7 separate regions of the Mus musculus genome follow, and all the other regions are linked to region 1. A link is a contact called in public promoter capture Hi-C data. All regions are on one chromosome and are shown on one strand. The core of a region is the stretch at or near the end of the contact, and the rest is flanking DNA. Distances in the headings are between cores, read along the strand shown.

The links. Promoter capture Hi-C pulls out the DNA fragments that hold promoters and counts their contacts. Capture Hi-C pulls out chosen DNA fragments and counts their contacts.
Region 2: a promoter capture Hi-C map of pre-B cells shows a contact between it and region 1, with 4 times the contacts expected there. The contact joins the promoter of Atg9b here to the promoter of 6030443J06Rik in region 1. A contact is called at or near these places in 2 of 39 promoter capture datasets (the C10 cell line and pre-B cells).
Region 3: a contact with region 1 is called in a promoter capture Hi-C map of pre-B cells, with 6 times the contacts expected there. The contact joins the promoter of Klhl7 here to the promoter of 6030443J06Rik in region 1. A contact is called at or near these places in 2 of 39 promoter capture datasets (liver and pre-B cells) and 1 of 484 Hi-C or Micro-C datasets (CD4 T cells).
Region 4: a promoter capture Hi-C map of adipose tissue shows a contact between it and region 1, with 3 times the contacts expected there. The contact joins the promoter of AI506816 here to the promoter of 6030443J06Rik in region 1. A contact is called at or near these places in 2 of 39 promoter capture datasets (hippocampal neurons and pre-B cells), 1 of 115 datasets of contacts at active chromatin or transcription factors (microglia) and 1 of 9 other capture datasets (adipose tissue).
Region 5: a promoter capture Hi-C map of pre-B cells shows a contact between it and region 1, with 4 times the contacts expected there. The contact joins the promoter of Nupl2 here to the promoter of 6030443J06Rik in region 1. A contact is called at or near these places in 3 of 39 promoter capture datasets (the C10 cell line, liver and pre-B cells), 2 of 484 Hi-C or Micro-C datasets (CD4 T cells and pre-B cells) and 1 of 115 datasets of contacts at active chromatin or transcription factors (thymic regulatory T cells).
Region 6: a promoter capture Hi-C map of pre-B cells shows a contact between it and region 1, with 4 times the contacts expected there. The contact joins the promoter of Ptpn12 here to the promoter of 6030443J06Rik in region 1. A contact is called at or near these places in 2 of 39 promoter capture datasets (hippocampal neurons and pre-B cells).
Region 7: a contact with region 1 is called in a promoter capture Hi-C map of pre-B cells, with 5 times the contacts expected there. The contact joins the promoter of Fam126a here to the promoter of 6030443J06Rik in region 1. A contact is called at or near these places in 2 of 39 promoter capture datasets (liver and pre-B cells), 1 of 484 Hi-C or Micro-C datasets (pre-B cells) and 1 of 115 datasets of contacts at active chromatin or transcription factors (microglia).

Annotation. Positions count from the first base shown.
Region 1 is chr5:22,549,006-22,551,705 of GRCm38.p6, reverse strand. It overlaps 6030443J06Rik (RIKEN cDNA 6030443J06 gene), which reads right to left and starts at 1,293. Exons shown (of 3, transcript NR_102315.1): 1 at 1,234-1,293. It overlaps Orc5 (origin recognition complex, subunit 5), which reads left to right and starts at 1,368. Exons shown (of 14, transcript NM_011959.3): 1 at 1,368-1,514. The coding sequence starts at 1,443.
Region 2 is chr5:24,390,774-24,393,473 of GRCm38.p6, reverse strand. Atg9b (autophagy related 9B) reads left to right here and starts at 1,331. Exons shown (of 14, transcript NM_001002897.3): 1 at 1,331-2,104; 2 at 2,227-2,270; 3 at 2,393-2,457. The coding sequence starts at 1,558.
Region 3 is chr5:24,099,194-24,101,893 of GRCm38.p6, reverse strand. It overlaps Klhl7 (kelch-like 7), which reads right to left and starts at 1,304. Exons shown (of 11, transcript NM_026448.3): 1 at 1,020-1,304. The coding sequence starts at 1,139.
Region 4 is chr5:23,711,224-23,714,086 of GRCm38.p6, reverse strand. AI506816 (expressed sequence AI506816) reads left to right here and starts at 1,420. Exons shown (of 5, transcript NR_015554.2): 1 at 1,420-1,445.
Region 5 is chr5:24,163,683-24,166,404 of GRCm38.p6, reverse strand. Nupl2 (nucleoporin like 2) reads right to left here and starts at 1,442. Exons shown (of 7, transcript NM_153092.4): 1 at 1,202-1,442. The coding sequence starts at 1,328.
Region 6 is chr5:21,054,550-21,057,249 of GRCm38.p6, reverse strand. Ptpn12 (protein tyrosine phosphatase, non-receptor type 12) reads left to right here and starts at 1,339. Exons shown (of 18, transcript NM_011203.3): 1 at 1,339-1,601. The coding sequence starts at 1,503. It overlaps Gm42221 (a long non-coding RNA gene), which reads right to left and starts at 1,183. Exons shown (of 4, transcript XR_880864.3): 1 at 779-1,183.
Region 7 is chr5:24,029,406-24,032,186 of GRCm38.p6, reverse strand. Fam126a (family with sequence similarity 126, member A) reads left to right here and starts at 1,497. Exons shown (of 11, transcript NM_053090.3): 1 at 1,497-1,708.

The sequences.
Region 1 (2,700 bases), core at 44-2,543:
CTTGATCTTTGAAAAAGAAGCCAAAATTATACAGTGAAAAAGAAAGAAAGAAAGAAAGAAAGAAAGAAAGAAAGAAAGAAAGAAAGAAAGAAAGAAAGCAAGCACCTTCAATAAATGGTGCTGGTCTAACTGGCAGTCTGTATGTAGAAGAATGAAAATAGATCCATATTTATCATCTTGCACAAACCTCAAGTCCAAGTGGATCAAGGATCTCAACATAAAACCGGATACATTGAGTCTAATAGAAGAGAAAGTGGGGAAGAGCCATGAACACGCTGGCATAGGGAAAATGTCCTGAATAGAACACCAGTGGCTCAGGCTCTAAGATCAAATATTGATAAATGGGACCTCATGAAACTGAAAAGCTTCTGTAAGGCAAAGGGCTCTATCAACAGGACCAAACAGCAGCCTACAGATTGGGAAAGGATTGTCACTAACTACTTATGGTAGAGGCTGTGGAGTAAGGGGAATACTTCTTCATTGCAGGTAGTAATTCAAACTTGTACAACCACTTTGGAACCAAAGTGTGTGTGTGTGTGTGTGGTAATTAGATTTCCTCCACAGGCAGTTGTATTGTTCAATAATACATAATGGGCCTCTTTCTAATATGGGTGCCGTGTTTTCCTTGTCTTTTTGCACTGTTTATGAAATCTATGTGTAGCAGACACTGCGTACATTATCTTTTATTCTTAAAAATACTCTACTATAGTCCTTATGTTCTATATAAGGAAGTTTATAAATAAACGGTTCAAAGATTCTCCCAACATCTCAAAATTCAGAAAAAGTTGAGTCAATGTTTCCAGACCAAATTTTTTTTTCAGGACCCAAAGCCCTCTCTTTGGACACGAATTTTCTTATTCCTATACATTCTTTCATTTCAAGGCTTTTCTTCTTCCAGGTGTCCTATAAATGTGCAAGGACAACGTTAATTTTACTGATTACCCTCACTAACACTCGAATACTTCCACATCTAGTTTCAAGCTTGCAAAGACAAACAAATGATTTTATTTAGTTAGTTCCACAGAGTTCCCATTGTCCACTTTCTTGCCAGAGGAAAACCAATTTTTTTTTAAAGAATACTCGTTTCTGTCGGTACTTTTATGTGTGCGGCTTTCTGGAGGGAACTGAAGACACAGAAGGTGGGCGGTGAGGTGCCCCCAGGTCGCCCTTCAGCTTGTGTAAGGGTTTCAGGCTGGAAAGCTCAGGCCAGAGTGGGAAGCGATAACCACTTACCAGTAACCGACCACTGAGCACCGCCGCCTGGAGACTAGAGCGGCCCACGTTGTCGCGCGGCTCCCTGACGTCACTCGACCGCGCTGGCTCCGCCCCCAGCCCAGGCTTCCGGCCGGAAAGCTTGCGGTTGTTCTACGTGAACCACGCCTGAGTGGCGCAGGGCTGACCGGAGGCCAACTGCTCTGCAGTATCAGGTGGTGCCCGCCAAAATGTCTCACTTGGAGAGCATGGTCCTCTGTCGAGAGGCCCAAGTGTCCACTTTGCAGTCCCTGTTTGGAGAGGTATTGTAGTCAGACTGCTTCCCAAATGCCAGAGGCGAATGCGTCCTGGATCCGTTCCGTTTGGGGGGAGTACTGTGTGGATTGCGAGGCGGTAGGCTATCCCCCTTATGTTAAGATGGAGGTGCGGTATGACTGCCCCACACTTACCCAAAGAAACTTCTCAGTCTATTTTAAAGGAGACTGCAGAGGAAGAGCTGGCCTGCTCTACAGGACGTCGGCTAGGAAGTGCTCCTTTTACTTGGACCACACTTTGGAGATTATGTGAGCCCCAAATAGCTACTGCAAGTTGCTGCAGAACAGGGTTTGGGTAGGAAGTCTGTTTGCAGAGTGTTTACTAAACGCCAGTTCGCCCGTTGTAGTGAGGTATAGATTGGGTCAAATACAGAGAGGTGATTGGCTTCAAGGCCAATTAGGGTAACGCTGTGGTTTAGCCTTTAAAATCCTTCAGCTTTTCTAGAATTATAAAAGCCAGGAGAAGTCTCGCTTGGGTTTCTCTCCCTGCCGACCAGATGAGATGATTTAGAGGGGAGAGGTTAGCCTCTGAAGTGAACACAGGCTGAAGTAACATTCATTTCTCTCAGTTGCCTTGCATTGTGCTCATTAATTAGAATTGATTGCACTTGGATCTTATCTGGGAGATGAGCAAATACAAATAGCCATTTAGTCTTCCTTTAGAAATGTACTTTCATCCAGCAGAGTGTCGGATCCAGTGCGTCTGTGGTGGCAGATGAAATAGTCATGGAAAAGTACTTCCCTCCATCTAAAAGGCGTCATGTTAGCAATTCTAGAGGTCAGCTGCATCTGTAGTTCCTAGTTATAATGCTTTCAGTTATAGTTACCTATATTATTGAAATGTATAATTGTTTATGCTCTGTACATTCCTTCATTGGACTTGATAAACCCAGATTATTCTAACCAAAAGTACTCCTCTTTTTTTGAGGAATACTTTATTAGCAAAATAAGATAGGTAGGGCTGATTTAGCAGTGGGTCCCAGAAAAGGCTTCACCTTTGCTCTTATTTAATACTACATCTAACAAAAACAATATTTTTCTTCAAGGAAGTTTGCATGTGGGAAATACAAAGAACCACTATAGCAAATAGCTACAGAAGAAAAAAGAGCTAGCTATGCTCGTAGAAGACTAATTTATATGTTTAGCAAGTGTGTATTTTCTGAGCACTGGCTCT
Region 2 (2,700 bases), core at 82-2,581, 1.8 Mb before region 1:
ATTGTTATGTTACTAGTATCATTGTCATTTATTGGTGGTGCTTCCGGGACTCAATTTTTCTTGAGCTGAGGGTCGCAAAGTCATGCTCTGGAATGAGCAGAGTGAAACTAGACAGAGCAATGAGCCAGAATTTGCTTGAGTTTGGGGCTGAGGAGATAAGGATGTGTGTAGAGGTAGTCTTAAGCAAGTATATACTATATGTGAGTAATGTCAGAGGGAGGTACCAGCTAAAGCCACACTTAACCTCTCTCTCTCTAGAGGTCTCAGAAAGATCATGGGAATTTCCTGCCACCGGGGTACCCCCCCACGCCCACTTCCTTGGGATTCCATTTTGCCACAAAGCATAGCTTTGCACCTTACCTAGACACAAAAGTATGGGAGTCATGAACTCTTGTTATATAAGAAAATCAGGCAGTCTGGGATAAACCTGTGGGATGTTCCATGGATGTCCTCCACGCTCCTCCAGGAAATGCTCTAGGAAGCACAGTTTTCCTCTCCGCCTCTGAGATACTGGCTTGATCGCTGGAGGCCCTGACACCTGCTCCATAAGTCAATATCTCAGGCATGGGCTTCAGTAGGGCAGTTGGTGACTCATGGCCTTGGGAATGGCGTTGGGCAAGCCATCAGACCAGCCACCTGGGCCTCCTCCTCCCGGGTGAGGCAACAACAAAGAACTCAACTGAGCCAGTCCATCCCCACACACCCAAATTATCCTCTCAAGGCCCCTGCCTTCCTGCGCTGACGTGTCTCAGGAGGCCCCGACACCAGGTCAGGACTGGAGGAGAGTACATCAGGGTTCAAGAGGATAAGGAAGATACAGTGGAACTCTCAAGGAACCAGCCTTTTTTCCTTAAGCTCCAATCTAGGATGGCTAGCACTCCTTCCTTTTACTCCTTGTTTTCTCCTGGCTAACCACAAAGTCTGCCCTCTTTCATTCAGAGAAAGAAAATATACAGCTTTTTTTTTTTTTTTTTTTTTTTAAGATAGGGTCAGATGTTGCCCAGAACAGCTTCAGTCTCCTGATCCCGCTACTCTGTCTCCTCCTAAGTGCTGGGAAATCTGAATGCACCTCCTGTTTGGGCATGTGGCCTTAAATCATTCTCTACTGACTGGTGCCCACAGGTGTGAAGGGATGGGAGTGCAATTGTAGGAACGAGAGCTTCACTATTTTGTCTGCACATGCTAGAGCCCTCTGATAGGATTTTGCTCTCTGTGCATATTATTTTTGTTGCAGCTGCCCTGTCTTTGCCACTTGTGCCCTTGAGGACTGAAAGCAGAGATCATAGGTGTCTCTTCTAATCCCAATAGCTCTTGAGCCCCTGCCTCCTAAACTGGTGTCCGTCCCAGGCATGGGGCTTGGGCCCCAGGTTGCCTTGCAAGGAGTGTGAGTGATCACACAGGTGGCTGAGGGTTGGCATGCCTGAGGCCTGCCCAGCCTGAGTCACCTAGTGCTGTTGTTGTCCTGCTCCTTGTTGAAGTCTCCGCTCAGCTTCACTGACCTCTGTGGAAACAACAGCAGTCCAGTCCCTTCAACCTCTCAAGAGAAGCTGCGGCCTGATGGTGAGACGAACGGGGTGGGGGGGGAGCAGGAGGCAACGGGGGCGGTGGGGAGACTTGGGGCCCAGCTCAGTGCCTCTGCTCCCTATGGCACTGCCACTGCCTGCTTCTCCATGCCGGGGAACTGGGGGAAGGAGGATCTCTGTCTTCTCTCTGTCCCCTGCCCCTCGCACAAGAAGCTGCTCCTCTTCAGTGTTCCCTCCGGCCTCAGGGTCTCCCTGCCTGGTGATTCAGGAGGCAGGGGCTTCTCAGACTCCACACAATGTCTTACCCACCCCGACCACACCCTCAACGCAGGCCCATCCCACAATGATACACACCTCTGCTTCCCCCTCGTGGGGGTCCCACTCCACCCCACCCCTGGCCTCGGCCACTCCCCCTCCCTCCTGCCCGCGCCCCCAGGACCATCCTGGGCTGCGGATGGGCCCTCTGATCCCTGAGCAGGACTATGAACGGCTAGAGGACTGTGACCCTGAGGGGTCTCAAGACTCCCCTATCCATGGGGAGGACCACCAACCCTTGCTTCATGTACCCGAAGGACTCCGCGGTGAGTGTGTGGGTATATGGAAGGTTGGGTGGGTTAGGGGGTCGAGGCAGGTTTGGGTTTGATAGAGAAATTAATCACAAATGGGACAATGCCAAGTCTTGACACTGTTTCTCTGTGCCCAGGTTCCTGGCATCACATCCAGAACCTGGACAGTTTTTTCACCAAGATATCCTTTGTGCCCAGCATGCAGAGGGGCATGGTGGGGGGACTGTGGAGCAGGGAAGAGTGGGGGAAGTTTCTACGGGAAGAGTCCGTAGGCTTAGGCAAATTTCTTGACAAACTTGCCACATCTACAGCTATCATCAGCGGAATGGCTTTGCCTGTATCCTGCTGGAGGATGTCTTCCAGCTGGGGTGAGAAGCCAGTCCTATCCCTAAGCTCTGCTCTTTCTTCTTGATTTTAGTATTTATTCTACTTTATTGATTTTTTGACCCAGGGTCTCATGTATCCTAGGCTAGACTTGAATTCCTGTCCCTCCTGCCTCCACTTCCTATGTGCTAGAATTACAGGCACAGTACTGTACCCAGTTTACGTGGTGCCGGAGATGAAATCCGGGGCTTTATATGCTAGGCAGACTCTGTCAACTGAGCTATGCC
Region 3 (2,700 bases), core at 55-2,554, 1.6 Mb before region 1:
CAAAGACACTTGCAATCTCAAATCATCAATTCTGTAGATCTCAAAAAGGTTACACAAAAAGAACACAAATATGAAAAGAGATGCATTTTAATAAAGAAGCCAGCCATTCACAGCTATTTCAGCATAAAAACCAGGAAAGATATAGGCATTGAAAACATAGTATCTATCCGCTACAACCAGAGCAGTGTGCCATCTTGTGAACAAAGAGAAGACTGCTGCGACCAGTGTTTGGCCTTAAGAAATCAGGAGTTGGTATCTTCCGAAATAAATCTTAAGATTCTTCTGCTGCCCATACTCACAGCAAAAGCGTCAGAAAGCCGAATTAGGTTTTTTAATCACTCAAGCTTATCTGTAGTGCTTTGTCCTCTTGAAAAACAGATTTCAGAGTCAACAAACTGACAAACATCCCCAGAATCCATAATGTGTTCTCTACCAAGTAAAACTCACGGAACCAAAAACCAACCAAGTGGTGTTCCCCTGCTTACCGGTCTATTGGAGGTTATAATCTAGTTAATTCTATCAAACACCTATCTACCGTCTCCATCGTTAAGCCGTGCCTTTCATAACCCACCTTTCAACCAAATGCTGCGGTTTCTCCAATACACGGCAAAATCAAAGACAGCACAAAGAGATCCTCTTGGTTAACAGTGGCGCCAGAACCCTTAGAAAACTGCTATTTACTGGTGACTGGCGTCGCCCTAAATGACAGGTGATTTATCAACTCGTGCCACTTGGGTGACAGGGCGGCGGGGCGGGAGCCTCCCTCCGAGAGCTCCAGATGACACCGCACGGTAAGGGAAGGCTCCAGGCCTCACGGGGAACTGGATGAGACCGGTTACACAACCGCCCCGGAGGCCCCCCGCCCGCCGCAGGAGTCCCCGTCGAGCGGGCCTCGGAAGCCCCGTGGCGGAGCAGGCCGTCAGCCAAGGCGCCGGCCCCGCCGCCAGCCTCCGCCGGACCCCTGCCCACCGCCCCGCACCGCCCCGCACCGCCCCGCACCACCCCGCACCGCCCCGCACCTGTTTCCTCATGTTGTTCATGACGCCCATGAACCCCGCCAGCAGCTTGGCTTCTTCGCGAGCCGCAAGTTTCTTCTCAGTTTTCTTCTTGCTACTCTTTTCCACGCCGGAGGTGGCCATCCTCTCTTTGCCCTCTGCGGGTTCGCGGCGACAGTTTGCCCGCCACACGCGGCAGTCTGGAGCACGGCTTCGGCGGCGGAGCTCGGAGAACTGCGGGAAAGCCGAAGGAGGACGAGACGAAGCCAACTCGGCCACGGTTGCAAGCGAAGGGAGTCCCAAGCATGCGCACTGGGTCGGGCGGGGGGGGTGCGCTCTAAGGAGGAGGGGGCGGGGCAGTGCGTCACAGCCACGCGACGCCCTAGCAACCGGCTGCGTCGCGCGGTGCGGCGTCCTCAACAGTGGGTACCCTTCGGCCTGATCCAAGCTCGCGTGTGCTTTTCTTCTACCAAAGGCCGACTTCCCAGGTTTAGATTTCGTGATGATCTATTTTGGATAATTGTGTAATAGAACAAACTAAGACGTCTCCCTATGGCGTAAGCTCCCTGAGAACAGGGTCAGTTCTTCACTGCCTTTTCAGACTGGGGCTCATTGTAGGCGCTCAGTAACTATTACAGGAAAATTGCATACTGCAAGGCAAAGGTTATTTAGGATAAGCACAAGAGTTACTTGTTTGAGATTCAGAAAGCAAAACCATTGTCCTGTCGATTTCTCCTCTCCGTGACATGCCTGCCTGTTTAGTAGGCTGTCTTTCTCATTAAAACAGATCTGGTGGGTGATGGTGGTGGTGGAGGCAGAGAGTGGTGGACTACTGAGAGAAACCCTGTCTGGGGAAAAAAACAAAATCAAAAAAACCAAAAAACTAGAGAGCAGGTGTTAGTTCCAGCCAACTTTATTGAGGTTTCCCCGGGCAGTTCTACTGGAATACAGAACTCAGTCCTAGAACTCACAGAAACATGTTCATAATGAGTTTTTTATTTTGCTGTTTAGGAATACACAGGACTGAAGTCGTTATTTCTAGTAATGAACTTTCTACATAGCCTCAGTTTTCTACCTAGATGTATGAAGAACTAGACAGAAGTTTTATGTAAAATGATCTAGACCGCTGTTGATCTAAAACAATAACTGCTTAAAAGAAAATTAAATAAATTATTTTAAGCTGCATAGGGTCAGCAATGGCCTAAAAAGGGATTGAACATATCCTGGACAGTATGTTTCTTTATAAAAGAGATTAGATAAATATATTTATCTGCAGGAGGTGGGGGAAGAAAGTTAATCAAGGCGTTTACCAGATACACTGGTGGGAGCATCAAGTTGGTGGACCACAGCACAGTGAGAAAATCCTTTTGGAAGTTTTAGACGTCATATATATATGATGCCCCCTTTCAACATGTTTTATTTAAGATAACTTTTAAATTAAATATATTCTAATCATATTTTTCCTCTCCCTCAGATCCTTCCAGATCTTCCTGTCCCTGCTCACCCAACTTTTTTTTTTTTTTTTTTAAATATATTTATTTATTTATTATATGTAAATACACTGTAGCTGTCCTCAGACACTCCAGAAGAGGGAGTCAGATCTTGTTTCGGATGGTTGTGAGCCACCATGTGGTTGCTGGGATTTGAACTCCTGACCTTCAGAAGAGCAGTCGGGTGCTCTTACCCACTGAGCCATCTCACCAGC
Region 4 (2,863 bases), core at 171-2,670, 1.2 Mb before region 1:
TACTTACATAAAATAAATAAAGAAATCTTTTTAAAAAAACAAATTAGGGCAGAGGATCCTGGGTGTGGCCCCACAATGTTTCTTTGGCTTGTAGACCACCCTAGAGGAAGGCATGGGATTGTGTGATTTCCTGCCTCCCACTCTTAACTCCTCCCCTTTGTTCTCTCTCTGGAGAACTCCTGCTTTAGAAGAGAATGTAAACTCTTCGGGTGATGGGAACATTGGTTTGCCTCATGAGTTTATAAATGTCTAGCAAAAAAGTCCCTAAACTCAGGCATCATGACTAAGATGTTCACCATGACATCCCTCACCACCTGAGTAATTCGACAGCTACTGAGCTACTGTGTGCAAGTCCTTAGGAGATGCTAGCCTTAACCACTGGGAGGACTCAATCCCTTCTTGTCAGTCATTATGCTAGGTTCCTGGGCTGCCTTAACAAAGCCCTTAATGGCTTCCACGGAATCGCCAGATCAGCGCTGGCAGCCAGAAGTCCAAAATCAAGGTATCAGCTGAACCAACTGCTTCTGAACACCACTGAAGGGATCTTTCCTGTGTCTTCCCACACAGTGGTCACAATCCTGGGCACTCCTGGCCATGTAGTCGCTTCTCTCCCTTCTCCTTTGTCACTCATTATCGGTTTATGTCTTCCTTTGTTAGAAGGACAGTTGCTTTTAGTAAAGAGGGTCCACCTTACAGGGTGGTGGCTCATGCCTTTAACCCCAGCACTGGGGAGGCAGAGGCAAGTGGATCTGAGAGTTCGAGCCCAGCCTGGTCAAAGAGGGAGTGCTAGGACAGCCAGGGCTTCATGGAGAAACACTATGGGGGGGGGGGGAGGGATAAAACAAACCAAAACCAAACAAACAAAAAAACAAGACAAACCCCAAAATATCCCAGCCTGATTCTGACAGGCACAGGTGCCTCCTGGGTGAAAATGCACAGCCAGTAGTGGGATTTTTAGGCATGGGGTCCTCTCCTTGTACCAGCCCCTCTTAAGAGAGTCCACTCCACTCTCCATGATGTCTCAGTTTTCTTAAGAGGAGGAAATTTCGTTACATATGGGTCTTCAAATAAAAATAAGCACAAAAGGATGTGGGTCAATTAAAAGTACCAAATTCAATATATGACTGAGAAGCACGGGGAGAAGAAAAAGAAATCCCCAAGTGATGTGGCTCCAAGATGCTCCTCTAACCTTCAGAGAGGTGACATATTCCACAGTCAGGCCAGTGAGTGGTACCGCTGCCCTGGGGTAGGGGCAGGCTGGGAGGCTCTGGTGCCGCCAGGGGACACGCTAGGGCCGGCGCTGGAGTCAGGCGGGAACGGGGGAAGGGGCGGGCAGGAGGGGCGCTGGGCCACTCTGGTTGGCTGAGCCCCGGTGCTCAATGTCCGGTCGGTTTTAAACTCGGTCCCGCCCTGGCGCCCTGCTCTTCCGCCGCGGCGCGCTCCTGGTAAGTACTCTCACCATTGCGAGTCCCAGGACCACGCCACGTGGCCTCGGAGATTTTCACGGCGCTCGCCCGTGGCGCGGGTCCCTGCCCATACGCGTCCCTTCTGTGTGGGACAGGAGATCGGCCTTGCGCTGCCCGGATTTGTCCCCTCCCAGGTGGAGGCGCGGCGTCCGGACGGCCCGGGTCCTGGGCACACTCGGGGCTTCCCGCCCGCCCAAGACTCGGATGACAGGGACATCGCCTATTTAGGAAGCGAATGAGATCAGAGCTCGGAAAGTAACAGGAGGCAGGATAATCCCAGTGTCAGCAAGGACAGGGGTAATTTCGCCCACTCAAGCGCGTCCTCGCCGCCGCACGTGTCCTTTAAATGCCGCTTGGCACAGAGGCTGGGCTTTTTGTTTTGTGCTCGTTTGTTTTAAGGTTTGAGGGTATATTCAGGCGGATACCTGCAAGCGAGTCCAGCAGGGACCTCTGCCTAAAGGACCTGGATTACCCTACTGCTGACACAGACCCAGCCTGTCTGGGTTTTGGGTCCTGGGAGAAATCTGAGCGACTGGATTAGCACTTAAGCAAGGCAACCTCTAAACCATGATTTAGGAATCGTGAATTGGAATTCCTAAGACCGGGTATAGGTGTTCAGCGAGCACCCTGGAGTCCTCCCTGTTTAAGAGGTGGCTGGTTGAGACACCAATTAAACGTAAATATCAGGGTTGGAGAGATGACTCAGAGTACTGACAGCTCTTCTAGAGTTCCCGAGTTAAATTCTCAGCAACCACATGGTGGCTCACAACCATCTGTAATGAGATCTGATGCCCTCTTCTGGTGTTGTCTGGAGATAGCAACAGTGCACTCATATAGAAGAAATAAATCTTTTTAAAAGATTATTTGATTATTGAGACAGATTGTCATGCTGGCCCAGAGAATATTTGTGCTCTAGGACCCTAAGTATTGGCATTTATGGACATAAGCCACTGTACCTGGTAAAGGGCATTTTAGAGGAAGAATAGGCTTGTGGGCTCTTGTAAACAAGTTCCCTGCGAGGTAGTTTTCTTTCCGTTAGAGGTTAGGGTTCTGCTGAGCCCCTTCGAGAGTGAAGGGCAGCATGAGCCAGCTTCTAAGGTGAGGAATTATTTTTCCCTTCCTCATTCAGGCTCAGGAGACACATCTGATGCTGCTTCTGGTTTTGAAATCAGAGACAATGTTTCACTTTCTTAAAGGAAGAGTACCGCTATTACCTGCAGTACTATTTGCCTCTAAACATTAAGAGTTTTTGGCTTCTGGGGTGGAAACAGTGGGAAAGATGGCCCAGAGGCAATAAAATGGACTCCAGCTGTCAGCAGTATGAAGATCAGAGCTCTGTGCAGGAATAAATGCTAGTCAGAGGCAGGCCTTCCATCATCAGATGCAGCTAGGAGCCA
Region 5 (2,722 bases), core at 193-2,692, 1.6 Mb before region 1:
TTAGTACACAGCTTTAATCTCAGACATCGAAAGTAAAGTTAGTCTGTAGAAGGAAGCAGCTATGTTTGAAAGTGGTATCTAATTGAGTGCCAGACAAAGTGACAAATCAGAGAAAAATTTGACAGAATAGGATATGCCCAGCTCTCACAGGAGGAGGAACAGGAAGCTACGTAAGATGGAGCAGAGCAGAGGGAAAGAGAGAGGTATTTAAGGCCCAAATGTGGGCCTTAAAATTACAAAGCATTCTTTTTCTTTCTTTTCATTCTAAAGTTTTATTTGTATTTTTCCCCTAATTATCTATCTACTGAACATTTACTTGCAAATTACTACATTTAAAGTAGGTTTCCAGAGACCAAATGGCAAACATTCCTCTCAGCAGTCCCTGGGAGTATACCAGTATCTATCGGAACCTGACTCCTAATTTGGAGTCTTTCACTAGAAGCATTGTAGATGATACAATCTGTCTCCTCCACGAAAAGACTGGAAATATGAAACCAGCATGAACACAGGGGCTGGAGGAGCCTTAAAGAGAAGGGGAAAGAGAAGCACCCACTGACAACGTCACGAACTAGGTTCCACTGGGCAGTGGTAGCACATGACTTTAATTTCAGCACTCAGGAGGCAGAGGCAGGTGGATCTCTGTGAGTTCAAGGCCAGCCTGGTCTACAAAGAGTTTTTCAGGACAGCTAGGGCTGTTACACAGAGAAAGCCGATCTCTGAAAACCTAAAAACCAAAACAAACAAAAAACTAGGTTCCAAAATTAAGAGAACAAAACGTATTTATCTGACTTCTAAAACCTTGTTTTGTGCTGGTTTAATGTCTAACCCCTGAATACCCTTTCCACAAAACTTGTAAGGTTCTTGACCCAGTGTCGGAAGCTACTAACTAAAGCCCAGATTTTAAGAGCTTGTGATCACGGACAAGGAAGGGGAAAGAGTAGAGAAAGGGGTCTGAATGAACCCACGTGAATTCTCCCTACCACTGCCATTCACCAAAAAGGAGGTTTTGATGAAGATATCTCTAATTTAAAAACGCAGTGTTTGACAGGAGCACCCAAGTCCAAACGCCTGTCCACGTGTGACGATCAGAAACGACTTGTCAAACTACTGGGGGTGAGACGTCGCATGCCAGGGCAGGGGCCCGGGGTGGAGGTGTGCGTCCGCAGCAAGTGGCCCTGGCTCAAGGCTCCCAGACCGTCACCTGAGGGTGGCTGCTGCTGCGGTGGCGGCTGCCGAGCCCCGCCCGCACCCCGGGCGCCGGGATGCTCGTTCCAGCAGCGGTCTCCGAAGCGGCACCGGCCTTGAAGGAAAAACTGGCATATGGTCATGGTAGCGCCGTCCCAGCTCGACCCTGCTCGCGGTCGCCGGCGAGGGCCCAGGCTCCAGCAACCGAGGCCCGGCTAGTGTGACGTCATCGCCCCGCGCCCAGAGGCTCTGTGACCAGTGTGCCGTGAGCCGCGTGGGCTTTAGCCAATGGGATTTAAGAAGAGCAGAGCTGTCAGCGCTCGGGTATGCTGAAATGGGACGCGGTCGTTGGATCCCTGACCCGGACCCGGACCCGGACCTGAACCCGGACCCGAATCTAGAGAATACCAGATATAGCAGACAACCAGCAACCCTCTAGTTGGCTGTATACAGTCTGCGAGACTCATTCGTTCTTTACATTTACTTGGGGGGGGGGGAGGTAAAAATGGGCTTAACAACGAAAAAAAATCTGTTTATCAAGAGAGATTATTTACAGAAAGCCAGCTGTAACCAGGAAACAGGACTCAATGCAGGCGAAAAGCATCTATTAGTTTCTTAGTCGGTAATGTCTTAAAATTTCACGTAAATGTTGCCTTTTGAAATTTCATCAGGAAAAATGACAAAGAGTAAAACCGACACAGAAGCAGCCCGATTTTCCTCAGGAGCAGTTTCAGATAAAGGTTTTCTGAAAGTATCCAATTTACTGTTTTTTGTTTGTTTTGTTTGTTTTGTTGAGATACGGTCTTACTAGCTGGCCTCGAACCCACAGAAATCCACCTACCTTAGTGCTAAGATCAAAACCGTACACCCACTACGTTTCATTTATTATCTTTACAGTTCTCATGCAGGACCCTGTATCAGTATAAAACAAGTACATTATATAACAATGAAATGAAATTGCTCTTGGAAATTAAAATTGGAGAATGGGGATAAACTAAGAGTTGAAGGCAGCTTAGAGACTCCTCAGACTCAAAGTATACCTTGAGTCTCATTTTATATTTTGGTTATGCTAGAGGATGGAGAGATCAAAAGCAAAACTCTAACTAGTAATCCTAACACTTGTGATGGTAAATACTGTCAACTTGATTACTTTTAGAATCACCATAGACACAAATCTCTGGACTTGGAGGGTCAGACTTAGATCCCCATAGATACACACCTTTGAGCATGTCTGTGAAGATGCTTTCACAAAGGTTGAACTGGAAAGATGTACCCTTAATGAGGACTGCATTCTCAAAGGAGTGGGCACACACTGAATAAAAAGGCAAATTCAAGTTGAACATCCATTGCTGTTGCTAGACTGCAAATACAATGTGCCCAGCTGTCTCATGCTCCTGTTGAAATCCCGTCCAAGCTGTGCTAGACTGTACCTTAATCTGTGAGCCAGAATCAACACATGCTTCTGAGGTTGCTTTTACCAGGGTTTGTCATAGTAATAGGAAACACAATCTAGATAGCTCTATATGTAGGTGTAATC
Region 6 (2,700 bases), core at 90-2,589, 1.5 Mb after region 1:
AAGTTTATTTTAGTATGGAAAGCATCTCTTGAAATGCTTTGAGAGAAGTGAGTTGGTACATATCAGATGCATTATTTCCTGTATTTTATTTTAAAGTGTAACTGTATATTGCTACTCACATGTGTTGTCTTCGATTTTCTTTTTAATTAAATTTCACAGTGCGGCCAAATATCGGTTTAGGAAATGTTTCCTGCATTGATATTTCCTATCTTAAGCATATTTCCTGGCAGCCTGTTCTGTGAAAACATGTTTTTTGTTTGTGGGTGTAGGTGACCAAAGTCAGTCCATGGATCAAATCCCTCAGTTGTGCAACTGTGTACTACTACAAACTCTCGTCCTTTCGAGAAAAAGTAAAAGTTAGAGTCAAAGTAAAAGAACCTGCGTTTTAGTTCTGACTCCACATGAACATGTTGGGGGGGTGAACTTTGGACAAATCATTTCTATTTATGAAAGGACAGATTGCATCAGCACGCTCTCTGTCTGCTAAGAGTCACAAATTCTATTCTACGAAAGAATGTCACCCATTCAACTCTGAAACCGTGAGAATTTAAAGATAGGAAGCAATATTGTCTTCCTCTTGGCAAAAAAAGGTGCAATGAGAAAGATGCATTACGAATTAAGAGCTTTCCCTCACTGGGATTAGAAAGATTGCGAAGAGTAAACCCTTTCACTCTGGAAACTATTGGCTTCTCCTAGCCAAAGTGCCAAAGCCTTGGGAGACCCTCACCAAGGCATTCGTAAAGCGAAGGTGAAGGCTCTACTACAGTTCCCAGCATACCTCTGTCCCACCCTGCTCCGGGCACTCCTGCAGGCGGGTCTTGTAGTCCCAGCCCGCGGCCGGCAGTAGCGCTGAAGCACTTTTGGAATCAGCTTTCCCTCCCCGCCAAACCCGGAGGCCGCAAGCCCCATCTGAAGTTTACTGTCTGACCCACTGGGCTTGGCCGGGCTTCCAGACGTAGGACGTCCACCAGAAGCCAGCCTCACCGCAGCGAGCGGCGAGCGCCCTAGGAGAGGGCCACGCCCCGGAAGCGGCTTCCAGCCACTCAGAGCGGGCGGGGGCGGGCCCGGGCGGGCGTGCGGGGGCGGCTGGGTCTTCGCTCTGGGGCGGGGCCGCCGTACGAGCCCGCGCGTCTGGGTGGCGGCGGGGGCGCGCCCGTGGGGAGAGGCGGCTGCGGCTGCTGGTGGGGGGTGGGGGGGGAGGCAGAACCGGGAAGGGGGCAGGGCGAACTGAGAGCCGTGTTCCTGAGGCGGCGGCGTCTCGGACTGAGGAGGGCGGGGAAGGAGGATGGGGCAGGCTGGGGGTTGGGGCCGGCGCTAGCCCGCGGCTCGCCTCGTAGTAGGGGAAAGCGACGCTGCTCTTTAAGTTGCGCGGGGAGCCCGGCCGGTGCCGCCGCAGCCGCAGCCGCCTGGCGCGGCGGGGAGGGAGGGCGGGCCGGAGCGAGCTGGGGAAGACGGAGCGGGCGCTGCGGCGCGCGGGCGGGCGGCGGGGGGGACGCGGGAGGATGGAGCAAGTGGAGATCCTGAGGAGGTTCATCCAGAGGGTCCAGGCCATGAAGAGTCCGGATCACAATGGGGAGGACAACTTCGCCCGGGACTTCATGGTGAGTGTCCGTTCTCGCCGGCGCCTCGTGTCGCCAGCCGCCGAGCTCCCCTCGCCTCTCCCGGTCGGTCGGGGCTGCCAGCGCTTTGTGTGCGGTGCGAGGACAGGCGCGGGGCGCGCGCCCAGCCGCGAGCGCCGTCGGCGAGCTTGCGGGAGGCGAGGTCACCCCCGCCCCTCAGCCTCTCTTTTCCGCGGCCGCTACCTGCGCTCCCCGGCCCAGCCCGCTCCGGCCCCGCCGCCCGCGACTACCTATTGTCTCCCCGGCCGGGCGGCGGCGGCTGGAGTGCGGGCTCGCCTTCCCACGCCTGCCTTCCCCGCCTGCCCCTCCGGGGAGGGTCGAGGCGAGCTGTCTGGCTGCGGCCAGCGGAGCGGCTCGAGGCTGCCGGAGAGCGAGGGTGTAGAGCATTAACTCGCTGGGTCCCTGTACGGATGCCGGCCTTGGTCCGAGTGGACGGCAGGACGACTCCGTGTCTGGGTTCACAGTTATTAGCTCAGCGCTTGCCAGAGGCTTGACCATAAGGAATCTCATGGTTTACCTGATCTCCATTTATCTGGTCAGGTTTCTTTTCGTCCTGAGACCCAGGTTTGAGGTGGCTGTGAGGCCAGTGTGACTTTAGATCGAAAAGGGAGGGGGATATCAGTGTGGATGGGGGTTATCCTGAAGGAAGCTCACTCCGGACTTGAGGGGATATTGCCGAAGCCGGAGGGGATGTGACTATCACTTCCTATCCGGGGTGGGGGTGGGGAAGCTGGGAACAATAGTCATGGTAGGGTGGAGGCGACTATATGGGCTGAAGCCCTGGGAGATAACCTTCCCGTCCCCCCTTTTCCGCCACCCCCCTTTCCGCCCTCTGCTTGTGTAGGCAGGCTTGAGTGAGTGGAGGTGGGGGTTAAAAGTCTAGTATGTGAAATTTCTCTAGGTGCATAATTGGAGAGAGGGTATCAATTCCGAAGGCGTGGGACCAGAAGCTGACTTCCTACATTACCCCCTCCTCGCTCCTTTTATTTTTCTGTTGGACAATGTTCCCTCTAGGGTTGTTTCCCGGCTTTGGAGGCGGTGGTTGCGGCTGCTGCTCCTACGGATGTTGCGCAAGACTGGG
Region 7 (2,781 bases), core at 248-2,747, 1.5 Mb before region 1:
ATACATATGTATATACAATGTTCAATATATATATATGTATATGTGTATGTGTATATGTATATAATATGTGCTTATTATTTCTTTGGTATGTTTTAAAAACTTGCTTAGTGTTTTGGGAGACATTTTGTCATCTCTAGCATTAACTTAGAATGACTTCCTTTCTTCCAGGTTGAAATTTGCCTTCTTCCTCTCTTTCTTTCTTTCTTTCTTTCTTTCTTTCTTTCTTTCTTTCTTTCTTTCTTTCTTTCTTTCTTTCTTTCTTTCTTTCTTTCTTTCCTTCCTTCCTTCCTTCCTTCCTTCCTTCCTTCCTTCCTTCCTCTCTCTCTCTCTCTCTCTCTCTCTCTCTCTTTCTTTCTAATTCAACCAGATTTGAGTTGAGAGGGTTGTAATAGGGGGAGCTCGGAGCATATGCTGTATTGGCTATATATATATATATATATATATATATAAAACGTTATCTGTAGGATAAGTAGGTGTGGAAGACGAAAAATGGCTTATGGAAAAAAGTAGAGAAATATACTTAATTTTTTTCTAAAGAAAAATATTTATTTATTTAATGTGTATATATGTATGGCTGAGTGTGTATGTATGTATGTGTACCATATGTGTGCAGATACCTTCGAGGCCAGAAGTGTCAGATCTGCTGTACTAGAGTCCTGATGTGGGTGCTGGGAACTGAACCCCATTCATCTGGAAGATCAGCAAGTGCTCTTAAGCTCTGAGCCAACTCTCCATCCTCCCTTTTACTATTAAAATTCTTTTAATTTATGTGTGTGTGTGTGTGTTAGGTGCATGTGTACCTGGATGAGGGCAGAGGCCAGAAGAGGGCTACTGATCCCCTGAGACTGAAGTTATAGAGGTTGTGAGCTTCCACATGGGTGCAAAAGCAGTAATATTTTTTTTAACTCTTCAGTTGTCTTTTAGACACCATATTTGAAATTTTCAAGGCTAAAGTCAAAAGCAATGAACATAAGAAAAGGTAGTATTTTAATTGCTATTTCCGAAATCACACAGACACAGACAGACAGACAGACAGACAGACAGACAGACAGACACACACACACACACACAGACACACACACACACACACACACACACACACACACACACACCCCACACACACCCCCCAGAATCCGGTCAAATTTTGATATACTTTTGGGAAATGATTCGAGTAATTGAATATCAGCTTGCTGTCCTTTTCTGATTACGTTTTAAAGCATCTGGTAAGACTTAAGGTCTAAAGGGCTCAGAGAGATCCTGAGACCTTCATGGAACTTCTTAGTTGTCACCACTAACCACACAGTCAATCGTCTCCCCTGGGCGTTCCCGGACCACGCCCATCGCGCAGACCACGCCCACTCAAATCGCCCCCCCCCCATCAATAGTTTCAGATTCTCATTGGTGGAGAAGTTGTTCTGGGCCCACCCTGGGGGTCAGTGATAGGCTGATCCAGTGTGGGACGGTGGTGGTTGGCTGCTTGGGGACGGGTCTCTGGTGGTGCCTGTCAGAGAGGCTGGCGGCAGTGGCGGCTGTCCGGGCTGGGTTGTCAGTCAGAGAGAGGAGGGAAGATGGCTCGCCCGGACTCGTGCTGCTAGAAGGAGAGGGGCAGGTGGCGCGGCTGCCGGCGGAGCGCAGTCGCCCGGTCGCCGTGGTCGCCGTGGTCGCCGTGGTCGTGGGGGGAGGCCGCGGTAGGTCCGGAGCTGCTCTGGTGAGTCTGCCGCGAGCCGTACGCCGGCCCCTGAGGCGCCGGGAGACCGAGAACTTTCTTTGGTCTGGGAGGAGCGGGGCTGAAGCTGTTGCCGGCGGCGGGTAGGACTTCGTCCTGGGGCGGCGGCCCGTTGCGGGTAACGGCTCCCGCGCGAGGCGCGGCCCGAGAACCCTAAGTTGGCCGCGGCCGGCTGCCCGCTGTGAACGAGGCTCCGTTCCCGGTTGGGCGATGAGCTGGGGGTGCCCCAGGGTCGGCCTAGCACAGAGCCCACCGTAGCCTATGGCCACTGCCCACCCGTCCGCGCCGCCCAAAGCCTGGCCTCGCCGCCCACGCTGGCTCCGCAGACCCGGTGCTCTTCAGAGCGGTGCTCGCTCGGGTCTTGAATCCCGTGGGGCTGGGGGTTCGGAGTGCCAGACCGGTCTGTCTGTCCACCACCAGGAGAGCTCCTCTTCTGCCTGCGCCGCGCTGGACCCTGGAGTTCTGCCTCTTCTGCGGCTGCTGTGACCGCCCTCGAGGATCGACAGGGTTTTCTGTCCACTGAACGGTTTTTTGTTTTTGTTTTTTTGTAAGCTTCTTTCTTTTTTCTTTCTTTTCTTCCTTTCGTTCTTTTTTCCTTCCTTGCCCCCCCCCTCCCCGCACGAAAACACCCCAGGTTTGCAAGCTTCAGCAAAACTGGGTCTCTGCCCTGCAGCGTGCATGTGTTTGCTTTGTACCTTTAGAGTTTAGAGGTTCCTGAAGAATTTGGCCCTAGTGGTTTTGCACTGCACTGAATCGCTTCTGGGATAAAACGCTATTGCACGCGGGCAGCGGCTCCACTGCTCAGGTAGGGGGAGTGCTGCTGCGATACAGAGACTGCTACTGGTTGCATGCAGGGTAACACTGGCTTTCTGTACACTGGGTGTCCTTTGGGTAACAAGGTAGGTTTTGCAGGAGATGTGCCAGCCCTGTGGTTCATGCCACGCGTTGCAGTTTGAGGTTTTCAGTTGTTACAACTTTTATCTACATAAAGCCACAAAGATTAGGGTAACCTTGAAACAATGCGATAGTTCTGGGAGGTGTGTTTTCCTAGGACT